Linked DNA regions of Danio rerio: region 2 is linked to region 1. The links are chromatin contacts, called in public Hi-C maps. All regions are on one chromosome and are shown on one strand. Each heading gives the region's core, a stretch centred on a gene start, on an enhancer-like site or on the middle of the called end of the contact. The rest is flanking DNA. Distances are from core to core; before and after follow the strand shown. Region 1 overlaps LOC141375657 (a long non-coding RNA gene). Region 2 overlaps LOC141375657 (a long non-coding RNA gene).

The links. A called contact is a pair of places that touch in the nucleus more often than the background predicts.
Region 2: a contact with region 1 is called in a Hi-C map of an unstated tissue, with 3 times the contacts expected there. The contact joins two enhancer-like sites. A contact is called at or near these places in 2 of 18 Hi-C or Micro-C datasets (caudal fin and an unstated tissue).

What each region holds. Positions count from the first base shown.
Region 1 is chr8:33,327,957-33,330,547 of GRCz12tu, forward strand. All of the region lies in intron 1 of LOC141375657 (a long non-coding RNA gene), which reads left to right. Among named protein-coding and RNA genes, the nearest start is that of unm_hu7912, 30 kb to the left of the region's middle. Within about 2 kb of position 1,310, at least 36 of the 62 cell types and tissues checked have an H3K27ac peak or open chromatin away from gene starts, as enhancers often do. A contact at or near this core is called in caudal fin, where this site is marked.
Region 2 is chr8:33,400,819-33,403,409 of GRCz12tu, forward strand. The region is part of intron 4 of LOC141375657 (a long non-coding RNA gene); the gene reads left to right. Among named protein-coding and RNA genes, the nearest start is that of gadd45ga, 44 kb to the right of the region's middle. Within about 2 kb of position 1,288, at least 11 of the 62 cell types and tissues checked have an H3K27ac peak or open chromatin away from gene starts, as enhancers often do. A contact at or near this core is called in caudal fin, where this site is marked.

The DNA of each region.
Region 1 (2,591 bases), core at 60-2,559:
TAACGGGGCAAACGATACAAGTTCCGAAACAAACGTCTAGGTGTGAAAGCACCTCAAGATTTTATTTGCACGCAATAGATGAACAGTCGCAGCCAAATTTAACTTTTCGGGCCAGTAATGATCCTGTCTACTATCCCAAGCGTATCGCACACTGGCCCTGAGCCATCGGGCTGTCCGTATTGTCGAGCCCTGGTATATATTTGGCCCACAGCCCTCAATCCAGTTTGGTTTTTGGCCCTTTTATAGGAAAAACTTTAGGAACCCCTGCACAAATTGAACCACGGTTTCGCTATAGCTGGTTTAGCTGTGGTATGTGTTGCTTAAAACTGTGGTTGTGCAAAAGGTGATCAAAGTCCCAACAAATATGCTTTTACTACAATAACACCATGATTAATTACCAAAAATGCTCCATGACTACTTAGTGTTATTAGCTGTAGGCTAATTTTGTCTTTCAACTTTCCACACTTGGTTAAAAAGATTTTTAAAAATGTTTAAATAGAGTATGGGATTTAGAAATTTGGTTTCCTTTTGAAGTTAATATTAAAATATTAGCGATTGTGGTCTGTGGCAATATATAATATTTATTTATTTGGTCTTGATTTACATCAAAGAGTTTTTTAATAATACAGTTCTGACATGATTTAGTCACCCTCACATCTAGATATGTTGCACATGTTCTCCATTACGGCTGCAAATTTTGAAGCAAATCCATTCCAGATGGCGTCACACATTTGTATTATATCATAAATGCATAAATAGCCTGCACAATATGCAGAACATCACATATTTTCCCCAAATTGCCCATGTCAGATTATACATTTAAAGCATTCTGCAAAAGTAAAATGTGTTTTTACTGCCATTTTCATGTTCCAAGTGGTATAAATAATAATCTTAAACTAATATTATATATATCAGCTAATCAGTTTATTTCATTATGCAACATGTTCTATGATAGAGAAACCTAAAAGTAAGTATAAAAAAATTCCTGGAGGCAGGAAGGTGGAGGCTCAGAAGTGAGAGATGCTTGTTGCCGGGAAACAGAAAGCTGAGTGAACATCCAGGCACTTCAGACTGTGGGCAGGGTGATAAATGGAGGCTGCTGGGAAAGCATGTGTATAGTGAGCTGATACGCCAGCCTTCAGGAAGAATGCCACATAACGGGAAGGCTTCATCTTTATGCGTACAGTATCTGCTTTCCAGTGAAATAATTCAACACAGCTTGAAGACCTGCTCAAGCACACACACAATTATGCATAATTTAATTACATACACGTAAGCCATGTCCTAGTTTTTGCAGTTGCAGGAAGCTCTTTCTTCCACTAGATGGCACTACATTCCCATGTTTAATGCAGTACACAATCACTGGATTCACAAATCAAGATCCTCCACACCAAAGAGTATTAGAAGTTCATAAAACAGTGCCTAAAAAGAGAACGGCTGTTGGCGATGAAAGAGAAATACAGTTTTATATATATTTAATGTTCATTTTTGCACTTTATTAGCATATGTTCTCTGTGGCTCCAGTAGAGGGCGCTGGACAGACACTCTGTATGAGTCAGAATGAGTCACGAATGATTCATTTGCTGTAAGGGGGAGATGAGCTGCTGTTGTCTTTGTAAGCACCACATGCCCAAACACATCCCAGCCCACATGATCGCCAGGTGCTGCAAGCATGGCCAAAGCACAAGTCATCCCACAACTCTGGTGACAAAAGAGTGCTACAGTACTCATTTATGAATGTCTGGGTTTTACACTGCTGTGTAAAAATCACTCATAGTCGTGATGCTAGATTTTATCTCATTGAAAGATTTTTTTTCTTTTTTTGTGGTAGCATTAAAGTTGGTTTAGTGAGAGGGAAAAATGGAAATTCTGCAAAATGCTGCACTAGAAATATTTGTGCAGCAATTGATTTCTAGTTAAATGTATATAGTTCACTCAAAAATTAAAACTACCTCATCATTTTTTCACCCTAATGTGGTTTTGAACATTCATGCATTTTTTTTCTTCTGTTTAACACAAAAAATCTATATTTTGAAGAATACCGATTGCTGACACCCATTAACTTCAATAGTAGAAAAAAATACCATGGCAGTTAACCAGCATTTTTCTAAATATCTTATTTTGTGTTCAACAGAAGAAAGAATCTTATTATATTGATTACACTTTACAATATGGTTTCATTAGTTAATGTTTGTGTATTTGCAATATGAACTAATAATGAACAATACTTGTACATCATCATTTGAGCATAGTTCAACATTTCGTCACTTTAGAATTATAGGGTTCTATCTGACATTTTTGTCAAAACTGAGTTATTGACGTATTCTTATTAAATGACAATTTATTTACATTATTGGATGTTTTTTTTAGAAGTTGTTTACATTTTAAGACTTTTTATAAAAAAAATTGTTACTACTGTTTGCTATGAAATGCAAAAACTTTGAAGCTCAATATCTCAAAATCATTCAGGACGCAGATAGAACCTTATAATTCTAAGATGACGATTTACTAATGCATTATTAAAATCCAAATTTATGCTTGTTAACTAGGGTAAGGATTTGAAGATTGATTTATTTTTACTACACTGGATT
Region 2 (2,591 bases), core at 38-2,537, 73 kb after region 1:
GCCTTTAAAATATTGTAAATGTTGGTCCAACTACCTTGTTAGGGTATTTGTAATCCCCAGCATGCTTTGCGTGGGATTGAATTAAGAGATGGAAATGTTGACAATAAAAGTAATCTTAGGAGTTTAAAGTTAATAGAAAACTTGTTAAAAGTTTAATCTTCACTTTAGTTTGAAGATTTAGAAGACTTTCATGTAATGCTTTGAGTTGTGAGATTACCACCTTGCAGAAGCACCCATGCTTTGGGTATTTGCAGCTTAATTAGTAAAGCTGCCATTTGTTGCTTTGCTTAATGAGCAATAACTGTCTAAAATTATTTCTGTGATCAGTCTCAATCAACTGTATATGTAACCCATTAAAAATGCTTAAAAATGGCTCTTTTAGTTTATTTACGATAACTTCAATTAAAATTAACTGACTTCAAAATGTATCACACATAATAGACACAAATTATATTATCCGACCTTTGAGTTTAAGTTAAATAAAAATACAAATGTATTTAAACTTTTATTTGATTTCATGTTGGATCAACTCATTTGCATTTAATTGTGTTAATAGCTATTTTTTTAGTTGGTGCTAAACAAATTTATTGGATTTATTGGAAATCCTGCCCTTAATTCGATTGATGTTATCCAAAGAGGTTTTTATTTTATTTTTTATTTTTGAGTGTATTATGTTAACAGCAAATAAATGAATGATGACTAATTTTGAAAAATAGTTTTACACTTCATGGATAAGGATTATTTCATACAAGCCAAGTGTGTATAGAGCAAATGTGAGCTTGATGAGTCAAGAGCGTCTTAACAATCCGCTTGCTGAGTCATTTTCTGCAGCCACTGATATTAAAAAGAGACCTGCCGTGTTTGAAACCGACACTCGTGCGCTCTAGTAACCGAAACGTCCCTTTTACTGCTGTGTAACCTTTTAAACAAAGCTTTACCATTGACAATAATTACACTGGATCAGTGATTCGAGCACCTCAATCGTCTCCTCCTAAAGAAAAAGTTCTTCAAAAGTGTGATCAAAGAGATTTCGGTGCATCTTAAGTTGTCTTTTTTTCTTCTCCAAAGACTTCAAAGGGCACCGTCTTACAACAGCATAGGCTCAAAATAAAGGACTGAGGTATAGATGTTCAAACAGACTATAGTCGCATTCACGCTTAGTTTCTGCTCTTTTCATGTTTCTGCCCACTATCTTTCTTTCTTTCCCTCTCTTTATCTCCCTCTCTCTGTCTTTGTGTAATGCTATGACAGCAGGGTGAGTCAGCTGTCTTTGAGAGCGCTGGAGTTTCCTAACACCGACCGCTGCTGTGCAGAAACATGCAGCTCTTCCCGGCACTCATTAACCCTCACCTGCAGCCAGTGCTGAACATAAATCAGGCACTTCAGTAAAAGCACAGAAACCCTCATAAAATCTTGCTTAAGACAAAGAATTGAGCACACTTTTTCAATTTCACTTGAGTCAAGGAACAAAAGTAGTGAATTTGATTTGTACTTAAGGACTAAAGTTTTTTAAAGTACTTATTGGTTAAAGTTTATTTACATTTTGATTACACTAATACATGTCAACGTACCCTAACCTAACAGTGTACTTATAATCTATTGAGAAATAGTTGGTATGTAGATGCAAAGTAAATTAAATTTAACAAAATGTGTTAAAAAGACCATCAAAATAAAGTGATCTTATTAATAAGCAGCAAATTCTGATTCAATGAGCTAAAAGTTATAGTTAATAGCTTGTTAGTAGTGAAAATTGCACCTTAAAATAAAGTTTGATCAACACTTGTCCTACATCGATAGTTAATGATAATAATAAATATAAATATACATTTATTCAATATATATATATATAGCCTACATATAGCCTGGTATATAAAAACAGTAAGTAAACAAAAAGTGTGTGTGAAAAATGTCAAAACTATGCATAAAGTCATGAAGCAAGTGTGTGTCTGTGTGTCAAAGAAAACTTTAAGAACATTTTAAGAACACTGTGTGACAGTCTGTCTATTCTGAAAGAATGTACAATTTAGTGAATTGTTAACTAGAAATGTACTCTAAATAGATAATGATCAGCACTGCATTGAAGTGAAAATTTGCTAAATATTTAAAGCAAAGAATCGTTAACTGCAGACTCTCGCTGATGATTTGAATCAGTTAATTGCTGCTTGCAGGCGCTGTCTGGATCACTTGAATCAGAGAATCGTTAACTGCATCTACACTCTGAATGGATTATTTGGACAAGTAAATATTTAACTGCAGACTCTCTCTGACCAGATGATTTGAATCAGTGAATCGTTAACTTCAGAGTCAGATCAGTTGAACCATCGTTAACTATAGACTCTCTCAGAATGAATCAATGGAATCAGTGAGTTGTTGACTCAAAAACAAATGTAGTCAGATCTCTCCAGTTGACAAATTAATAGTTCAGTGTGATTTGTGAATGGACTTGAACAGGTTAACTGACAATTTTTGATGATTTCTCCTGGTCAAAATTACTTTGTTCTCAATTTATAAAATGTAGTGTAATAAAAAAACTATATTTAGTCTTGGAATGCAGTGACGTAAATTTGGCTAAAGATAAAGAAATATTTAGA